Regions from separate parts of the Sus scrofa genome. Here region 2 is linked to region 1. A link is a contact called in public Hi-C data. All regions are on one chromosome and are shown on one strand. The core of a region is the stretch at or near the end of the contact, and the rest is flanking DNA. Distances in the headings are between cores, read along the strand shown. Region 1 overlaps LOC102164628 (a long non-coding RNA gene). Region 2 holds the start of NUP107 (nuclear pore complex protein Nup107).

Region 1 (5,219 bases), core at 979-3,478:
TAGGTTAAGGATCTGGCGTTGCTGTGAGCTGTGGGGTAGGTGGCAGATATGGCTTGGATCCTGTGTTGCTGTGGCTGTGGCTGGCAGGTGTAACTCCAATTCAACCCCTAGTCTGGGAACTACCATATGTCACAGGTTCAGCCCTAAAAAGCGGAAAAAAAAAAAAAAAAGGAGCACTCAGAAAAGATAGGATAGGGCGAGACCTTGAATTTGATCTGCATGTGATTGCCGAGGCTTACTGAACTCTAAGCATTTTTGAGTGAAGAGGAGAGAGAGTAGATGGAGAAATAATTAAAGGGAAGTGCCGAAAGAAAGCGATGTGGCAAGACATGGTTTGCATAATTTGCAGATTTGCCTAGGACTATCTGGATTATAAAGCCCCAGTGATAAAATGAGAAGAAACGTAAGCAATTTGGTATTTTCTGGTTATAAAACTCTAACAGGAAACTCCCCAAATTCCATGTCATTTAAATAAACTAAATATATGAGCTGTGACCATGAATATAAGGACAGATTAAAAAAAAAAAAACAAAACACTCATGAATATACACATAAATGGGTAGAAAACTTAGGAAGCTGACCACTCATTTTAATGATGCAAACATTTTGGGGGTTCCTCTTTTTGAATTGATTTTAGCAACTGACACATATTTTTTTAAAAGCCAGAGTGCTATGAAACATCATTCTTTCTGAACATGGATTTCATTTGTTGGTAGAACCAAACATCATTTGGAGCTAAATCTAGCAAATAGGAAGGTTGATCGATAATAATGCTTCATTTCTGGTCAGAAAGGAGATGTGACTTTGAAGTATTGATTAGAGGTATGTGCTCTGAATCAGGCTGGGCCCAAATCTCCATTCCACTATTTTATTAGCTTTGTTACTATAAGCCAGTTGTGAGATCATTTTGCGCCTCAGTTTCCCCATCTATAACATGCAGATGATAATAGCATCTACCCGATAATGTTGCTATGCAGTTAAATGAGATAGCATGTCTAAAATACTTCTATGGTGTTGGTATATACTATTTTCTAAATAAATAGTAATAAAGGTAGTAGTGGCATTAACAATAATATATGTATCAGCAGCCCCAGAAATATGTGGTTTATGAACTCAGAGGCAATTTAAAAAGTATATAAGTCTTCCTAAAGTAATAAGTTCTATAGCCACACCTAATTTGCTAGTGTGTTCTGACATATTCTTTAATCTTCTTTTTTCTTATTAGCCAATCCTTATTTAAACTCAGGTGGTGTATATTTTCCAAAGAGCTCCTCCAGTCAGTGGAGAATATTCAAACAAGCAGTTTCTGCATCAGTGGTTTTAAATTATTGTCCCAATACATTAGAATTAATTAAGATGCTCTATTCTCTAGACATGTAAAATTGTATGTCTTTTGTTAATTCACAATAAAGATGTACCAAGCTAGTGCAAATCATTTTAAAAACTGCTAAAACAGATCTAGTTAGTCACTGATTAAAATAGATCTAGTTAGTCAATGAAAACATAACTATCAACCATGAATTTTGGACTGTTATGAGCTGCTCTCTGTGCTAGCCACCAGAAATATAGGGATGAACCAAAGAGACATAGTAGACCTGCAGGAAGTTCTTGGATTCTTAAAACTCTGTCTAGCTAAGAGACTCTTTCTCCCTCTCTCTCCCTCTCTCTCCCTCCCTCTCTCTCCCTCTCTCTCTCTCTCTCACACACACATACACACACACACAGAGACAGCATCATTTCTGGAAGAACACTCAAGACACTAGCAATGGTGCTTACTTCTGGGGAGCAACCATTTTATGCCTTTTTGTATTGACTTACCATATGCTTGCATTCATCACCTTTTCCAAAAGTAAACAGAAATTAAAAATGAAAACTTTTATATAAACCAAGAAATTTATTAACTCATGTCTAACTCTGATCCATCTATTCTATGTGACATCTTTGCACTTCCCTCTTAATACAGAAAGAAAATTAAGTCATTCACTGCAACATAGTACTGATATTGATCCCCAGCCCTTTAATTACTCTTAATTTCCCTTGTAAGCACACAATAACAGCTGTGCAGTCAATCAATCCATGTGCCACAGTGATAGCCTGTTGAAATGCTTTGCTAAATGAATTTGGTCATGGTGGGATGATCAGGATCTCCCCGTGTGGCTGGGTAACTGCTCTGTAGTGGCCAGCAGGATCTGCAGCCCACTCTGCAGAGCCATCCAGCATCCTCCTCATCCGTCAGCAGCATGTCTCCTGGAGAACTAAGCAGTGACCTTCCTCCATGAATGCTGAGGCTCATTTTCTTTTTGAAGCTCTTTGCTATGTACTTGACTCCAGAGAGCAGTGAGTCCTTCAGCTTTAACCTTGCCAAGAAACCATCAATCAGTCTATCAGCAGACATTTATTAATCATCCCCCATGTTCAAGGCACTGTGGTGGATGCTTTGGGGATGTCAAGAAATATAAGATGTGGTTTATAACCTATAAGAGTTTATTGTCTAGTTTAAGAGATAGAACATGCAACAATTCAAAAAGTAGAACTGTAAAAGGTAGATAATTAAAAGTGACAAATTAAGAGGTGAAAGGGGAAAGGGAGCTATCATTTATCAAATGCCTGTACATTGTGCTGTTCACTTGATCATCCTGCCAGCCCTGCTTTTAACTCCATTTTTATAGACTTATGATGAAGAAAGTTGCCTAAAATCACACAGATAGATGATGGCTGCACCTGCATTAAAACTTCAGTAAACTGGAGTTCAAAGCTCTGCTCTTCTGACTGCAAAACTTTGCTCTTCCCAGTGTGTATAATACCTCCCCATAGAAACAAACACTCTAAGGGTTAACTGGAATGAGTTATCACTTTGATGGTAACCTAAGACATTGTGAAAAGAATGTGAAATTTGAGGAAGACTTTAAAGGGGTTAAAAAGCCAAGGGTGGTTAGAGTGTTGTAAGTTAAAAGAAAGGAAGGAAGGTATATTTCCATTTGTAAGGAAGGGCCTGCTCTCTGGGGATAGAAATGGAAAATCCAAGCTGAGGAGAAGAACCCTGAGTGGTGTGCTTGACCCTGTTATCTGCTCTTCTCAGCACAGGTATACAGCATGGTTCTGAGAGCATGGAGGTGCTTCTGGGACCAGCCAGTTAGTGAATAAGTGAGCACTTCTTAGGAGATGGCCCCTCTGGGCATACACTTGGAAGGGCATGGGCCCAAGCATCTTAAAACCTTATATGTCTCCCTAGGAATTCTTGGTATATGTCAGGGACCCACAATATAAGACCAGCTATTTCACTTGATTCTAGGTAATGAATATATTGAAAGAAACACATTTATGTTGGAGTGGAATCCAACATTGACATTCTTTTAAAAATATAAGGCATCAATGCAATGCCTTGCTTGTAGTGCTCTGGCCCAGACAGCTGGGAATAATTGGTTACTCTCATCTACCTTTGGGAGTCTCATGGTAAGGGTTGGGAAGTGCCAGTGTGGACAAGGCACATACATGGCATAGCACATGATATCATAGAGGCAAAAGGTAAAGGAAAAGGGATCCATAATGCTCCTCCAGGGCTCCATGTTTCAGTCTGCTCTGTCATCATATTGTTTTCATTTCTTGTACTGACTAGTCAGTTTCTCATTAGGAACACTCCATGTGTTGCTTTGTCCTTATTGGGCATCTTCTATTTTGCATTTTGTCTCATATCCTACACCTGATCCATCAGCAAATCCTGTTGCCCCTACCTTGGAAATGTACCCAGAATCCAACAAGGCCACCATTTCCACTGTCAGCACTCTGACCCAAAGCTCATCTTCACACCTTGGCATTGTTACAGTAGCTTCCTCACTGGTCTCCCTGCTTCTGCCTTTGTTCCCTGGAATCTCCTCTCAACAGCAGCTGAAAGGATCATGTTTTAACCTACATCAGATCATGACAGTACTCTGTGTGAAGCCCCCGGTGACATCTTGTCCCACTCAGAGTAAAAGCCCAAGGCCTCCCACTGGCCTACAAGACCCTTACAGTTCTTTATAATTACTCCTCCATTCTTCTGCCTTCACCATTCCCCAGCCACACTTGCCTCTTTACTGCCTGAGCAAGCCAGTCACCTTCTTCCTCAGGGTTCTGGAATCTTCTCTTCCTTTTTCCTGGGATACCTTTCCTCCAGATATCCACCTGGCGTTACCACACCTGCTTCCAGATCTCAGCTCAAACATCACTTTTTCATTGAGGCATGTCATAATCTTGCAAAGTCCCAGCATGCACTGCTAGCAATGTCTGGCATACCATGTATTATATTTGTGCATTGTCTGTCTCCCTCCACGAAAAGATCAGTTCCACAAGGGCAAAGATCTTTATCATTTCATTTACTTCCCACACCTTGAACAGTATCTGATACATAGTCGGTAGGTAACAAATAATAGTTAAGTGAATGAATCTGGTAGTCTTTGGCTCAAAAATTGTTTGTTTTTAATAAGGCATACATCAAAGTAAACTACCTACCAAGAAGCAAAGAGATAATGCATTTAAAATTTAAAACAGGTTGCAGAATTTGTGTAGTATAATCACATTTTCAAAATTATATGTTTGGGTCTATATTATGGAACTCTTATTAATGTTCACAATTGAATAAACAAAGCTCTGGAAAATATACCCCAAACTATTGGGGAGTAGAAGTGAAGTTTGTGGGAGCAAGGGAAAGACCAGCTTTACTTTATATACATCTGCATTAGTTAAATGCTTTACAATGACATGTATTATTTCATAATTTAAAGAGAAAAACATAAATTCAGCAAAGTAGCAGGATACAAGAATAACATTCAGAAATTGGTTGGATTTCTGTATACTAACAATAAAATATTAGAAAAGGAATATAAAAAACAATACCTTTTAAAATTGCACCCAAAAAAATTAAATACCTAGAAATAAACCTGACCAAGGAGGTGAAGAACTTGCATGCTAAGAACTATAAAACATTAATCAAGGAATTTAAAGAGGATTCAAAGAAATGGAAAGATATCTCACACTCTTGGATTGGAAAAATTAATATTGTTAAAATGGCCATACTACCCCAAAGCATCTACAGATTTAATGTGATCCCTATCAAATTACCCATAACATTTTTCACAGAAATAGAACAAATAATCCAAAAATGTATATGGAACTATAAAAGACCAAGAATTGCCAAAGCAATCCTGAGGAACAAAAACCAAGCAGGAGGCATAATTCTCCCA
Region 2 (5,219 bases), core at 940-3,439, 290 kb after region 1:
CCGACTAGGCTCCATGAGGACGCAGGTTTGATCCCTGGCCTCCTTCACTGGGTTAAGGATTCGGCATTGCCGTGAGCTGTGGTGTAGGTTGCAGATGCAGCTTGGATCCCGCGTTGCTGTGGCTCTGGCATAGGCCGGTGGCTACGGCTCCGATTAGACTCCTGCCTGGGAACCTCCATATGCCGCAGGAGCGGCCCTAGAAAAGGCAAAAAAAAAAAAAAAAAAAAAAAAAAAAAAGGAGTGGAAGACTTCTGTCGCGGCTCAGTGGTAAGAACCTGACTAGTATCTATGAGGACACAGGTTCAATCCCTGGCCTCGATCAGTGGGATAAGGATCCATCCGGTGTTGCCCTGAGCAGATGCGGCTTGGATCTGGCATTGCTGTGGCTGTGGCATAGGTTGGCAGGGGTAGCTCTGATTCTATCCGTAGCCTGGGAAGTTACATATGCCGCAGGCGCGGTCCTAAAAAGAGGTTAAATAAATAAAAATAAATGTCGTGGAGGAGGAAAAACATAATGATGTTTGATTTCCTCAGCTGTTAGGGGTGAGGGAGAGGAAAAGTTCCTCCAAATCCAGTAGTTCAAGTCTGAGTGCTTTGGGGATGGCTAAATCCCCGGTCTTTAGTTCCTGAACAAGTCTGCTTTCCCAAGCTTTTCCCACCAGCTTCTTAATTCCATGAGCTCAGTGATGGGCTTCTAGTCAATTTCCCTTTGCTTAAGTTAGCCCTAGTGAATTTCTGTCACTGAAAAGAAGAACCCTAATATTAAAGCTAGAATGTGTATGATATGCATCACACAAGGAATTCATTGCACATAATTCTAAGGCAATAAAATGAATATATCTTGATACATTTAAGGGTAGTAAGGTGTTTATGCTTGGTAATCATGTCAAAATGAACCTCAGCGCACTTTTCCACAAGTATTCTCTCTTTTCACTTGAATTAAACACCGAGTTAATGCCCCAAACTGCTCTTCCCTTTTATTGTGTGCCTTACACACTTCAAGTATATTATATGAATAAAACATATTGGATGAGATCCTACTGTATAACTCAGGGAACTATATCCAATCTCTTGGGATAGACCATGATGGAAGATTAATATAAGAAAAAGAATATATATGTATGTATGACTGGGTCACTTTGCTGCATAGTAGAGATTGGCACGTTGTAAATCAACTAAAAATTAAACACACAAACAAACATTGGAATTCATTTGCCAGAGGACACAAAGCAAGAACCTGAAACACTGGTTCATAGTTTGAATAAACCTGCCTCTGGCCCTGACCAAAAACCATTAAGACCACATTTCAGTTTCCATAAAAGAACAAATGCTCTTTTGTACAAGGAAATTCATAGATGGAAAAAAAACAAGAGAGCACTTGGTGGGGGGGATCAAGCTGTTATTGGAAGAGGAGAAAATTAACATTTCGATGAGTGCTGTATGCAATGCACATTGGACATCGCTTCTTAATCCTCCCAAGAACTCAGTGATAAAGGCGTTATCTCCTTTCCACAGATGAGAAATATGCGGCTCAGGGGTTCTGAGCCTAGCTGGAGCCCAAAGCCACGTTTTCTTAAAACCCCACGTCGTCTCAGCGGGAATTAGGTATGAAGACGTCTTCCTGGGAACTACGTTTCCCAGGATTAGAGCATAATGTAAATGCCTTTCGCCAAACTTCCACTGATTCAGGGCCAGAATATATTACCTTTTGCCTATCCGGCACTTTGAAATAGAAGGCAATACCATCATCTTTCATGCTTTTTAAGACAAGTGATTCTTTTTTCTTTAATGGGGAAAAATAGCAAGTGAAGAACAAATAGCCATTGTAGAAAACAATTTCAAAACCTGTAGGGGGTTTACACTACAGTTCAAACAAAATGAGTACAAGAAGAGAGAGACACGGACCCCCGAGGTGTAGAGCAGAGCCTGCACATCTCAATTCCAAATCTGGGCTGTTTCTCGTAGAGAATACCAGGAAATGACTTCACGTTTTTCTGAACTATCAATACAAGTCAAGTATCCCAGTAGGAGAACCCTACTTCTGGACCACGCCCACAAATGCCAATCAGGCAAAGGGGCGGCCGAGCAGCGCCACTAAACCCGGTCAGGTCCCGCCTCCTGCCCCGCCCCTGGCCCTGCCCGGCTGAGCCCGGCTGGGTCGACCACAAGATACACCTTTGCGCCTGCGCAAACCGAACCGCCTGCCCCTGGCAAAAAGAAATTGCGCATGCGCCAAAGGGGAGAGCTGGTTTTTTGTTTTTTTTTTTTTTCTCCCCGCCCGCTACTCAACTCTTTTCCTACAGCGGCTTAGCGAGGCTATGCTTCCGGGTCAAAGGGTTTGCTTCCGGAGAGCGGGAAGGCCGAAACGCGGCGGCTAGGTTGGATCTGAGTTTATAAGCTTCTCGTTGGAAAAGGCCGTGGCCATGGACAGGTTAGTTCTGGTGATGACGGCTGGGCTCGGACACTTGTCTCTCCCCGTTGGAGGAACGAAATGGGTGAAACCCGACTCCCGGAGGAAACCGAGGAAGGCCCGGATGCTGACCCGGGACTTCTTTTCTGGGCTGGGGGACTACAGCTGATGGAAGAAAGGCTGCCTAGGTCTGGGAGGGATAAGGATAATGATAATCCCCTGCGTTTCCGCTTGACTCCACCATCTGTTCACTTTCGCGCAACAGTTTTCCCTCCTGGGGTGGGCGGGGTAGGAGGTGGCCCGGCCTTCGAGATGCTATTACCTGCCGGAGATCACAAAGCCAGTCAGTGACGGAACTGGGATCTCAGCCCAGACCTTCTCATTACAAGTTGCAGCATCACATAGTTAACTGTATTGAGTTCTTTCTGTGACACTGGCTCTATGCTAGGCACCTGCGACAAAGATGAGTTATTTAAGCTTTTTGGCCTTGGAGAATGCGTAGTGGAGGAGACAACCGAGCGGTACAAAGTGGTGTTTTTGGTACTGCTCTTTGGGAAGAGAAATGAGGGAGCACGGAAGTCTCCCTGTCCTGGAAGGTATGCGGAAGACCTCTCAAAGGAGATAACTTTCTAGTTGGTCTTTGAATAACATTAGCCTACAATGAGTACGCTTTAAATGTTTTATTAGCTAATCTCCCTAACAATCCTATGAGGATAGTTACTGCGATCCTCTTTTCATAGGTAGCACTGGGGCTAAAAGAGGTTAAGGAACTTGGTCAAAGTTAGGAAGCTAACAGATAAGAGAACCAAGACACCAACCTAGATCTGTGTGTGTCCAGACTCCAGGAGGCTGTTTGATAAGTAAATATTCACCAGGTAGACCAAGGAGACAAATGTAGGCCTCTGTAAGAGAAATAATACGTACAAAAGTGTAAGGATATGAAAGGATAGTTGAATGGTCACATTCACTGTAGCTTTGTATGGGAGTGATGTTTGTGGCTGAATATAAGCCTGAACTGGTAAGCTGGAATCAAATTGTAAAAACTGTGCTTGAAAGTTTGAATTTGATTCTGTAGGCCACAGATAGCTATCTGAAGATTTTAAGTAGAGGAAATGCATATTAGAGTCTTAAGATACAGGTCTCATAATTCGCACAATATTTTTAGACTTTGGGTGGAGAATGACAGGGGCGTTGTGACTACAGTAGCGCTGTACTCTTAGTGTACTCTGGGGAGAAATAACTCGAAGGGTCATTCTCTCCACTTTACTAGAATTCTTTTTCACTTAGCCTCCCAAGTCACCAGCTCAAATAGTTGTACCCATGGTTTGGAGTATTCTAGAGACAACAGAAAATCCCTTTAAGAGATAGTTCCTTCAATTTTAGGGACCTCCTCAAGCCAATAAGAAAAGATTTACCTAAAAAAAAAAAAGAAAAAAAAAAGATTTACCTTCATGAAGCAATTATCTTTTTTTTTAAAGTTTTGATCACTGTTTTAGATATTTTATTGCTAATTTATTTTTTACTACTCAATGAATTATTTTACATTTATAGTTGTACGACGATCGCAATTATCTAAAACAGTGTTATAATCTAGATTAGATTCCAAGTGTTAATAATTCCGTAGGAGAAAATAACAAGTGCTAGAAAGTCAAAGAAGTCTTTTTACAAGTAAAATATGAGCAGGACTCTGAAGGATAAGCAGGATTTGGAGCCAGAAGGGTATTGTCAACACAAATATCAAAGACTTGAGAATTGTCTTGTGGGGCAGTGCATTGAAGATCCAGCATTGTTTCTGTTTTGGCACGAGTTTGATCCCTATCTTGGGAACTTCCACATGTCCCAGGCCTGACCAAAAAGAAAAAAAAAATCAAAGACTTGGCTACTGAGGTGATCTACACCTTGACTGACTCAGGGTCTTTTGCTCCAATCATGACGATAATGTGTTTTTGCAAATACTACATTCTCATTTCATTCACATGAACTTGATTATGCAATTTTAGGAGTGGCTTTGGAGAGATGTTATCCCCTGTGATCCGGGAGGCAGAGGTGACTCGGACTGCACGCAAACAGAGTGCCCAAAAAAGAGTTTTAAGTATCCTTTGCATTTTAAGCATCAGAATAAAAATTGCAACTTGTTTGGAATTAGAATTAATAGAATTTTATTTTTATGAGAGATATTAAGCACTAGCTATAGTAATAAAATGCTGTGGAAAATAGGTTTGGTTTTGTTTCTTTAACTCCCCACATATGTTATTTGGTAAATATAATGCTGAAATTCAGTGGAATTCATATTTCCCTGAAAATAGGAATGTTCCATTCTACTGCTATCATATTGTGATTAACTTCTGCTGAAATTAGATTGTTTTTTTATTTTTTATTTTTATTTTTTAATTTTTAAAAATTTATTTTATTTTATTTTTTGTCTTTTTGCCATTTCTAGGGCCGCTTCTGTGGCATATGGAGGTTCCCAGGCTAGGGGTCGAATCAGAGCTGTAGCCGCCAGCCTACACCAGAGCCACAGCAACGCGGGATCCGAGCCACTTCTGAGACCTACACCAACAGCTCACGGCAACGCCGGATCATTAACCCACTGAGCAAGGGCAGGGACCGAACCCTCAACCTCATGGTTCCTAGTCAGATTTGTTAACCACTATGCCACGACGGGAACTCCTAGATTGTTTTTTTATTATTTGAAATCTCTTAGTTCAATGTGTAGAAATCTAAGACTCATAACTATGAATTTAAATGGGAAAGGGAATTGTTTGTTCTTTGCACAGGAACAATGTTAGCCATAAAATAGCATGTTCTT

Evidence for each region. A called contact is a pair of places that touch in the nucleus more often than the background predicts.
Region 2: a contact with region 1 is called in a Hi-C map of retroperitoneal adipose tissue, with 1.5 times the contacts expected there. The contact joins the promoter of NUP107 here to the enhancer-like site in region 1. A contact is called at or near these places in 2 of 5 promoter capture datasets (fetal skeletal muscle and liver), 8 of 47 Hi-C or Micro-C datasets (blood, brain, embryonic fibroblasts and 5 more) and 2 of 2 datasets of contacts at active chromatin or transcription factors (alveolar macrophages and skeletal muscle).

What each region holds. Positions count from the first base shown.
Region 1 is chr5:32,701,268-32,706,486 of Sscrofa11.1, forward strand. The region is part of intron 2 of LOC102164628 (a long non-coding RNA gene); the gene reads left to right. Among named protein-coding and RNA genes, the nearest start is that of MDM1, 30 kb to the left of the region's middle. Within about 2 kb of position 2,229, at least 2 of the 83 cell types and tissues checked have an H3K27ac peak or open chromatin away from gene starts, as enhancers often do. A contact at or near this core is called in omental adipose tissue and retroperitoneal adipose tissue, where this site is marked.
Region 2 is chr5:32,987,472-32,992,690 of Sscrofa11.1, forward strand. It overlaps NUP107 (nuclear pore complex protein Nup107), which reads left to right and starts at 2,190. Exons shown (of 28, transcript XM_021091969.1): 1 at 2,190-2,431; 2 at 4,411-4,502. The coding sequence starts at 2,424.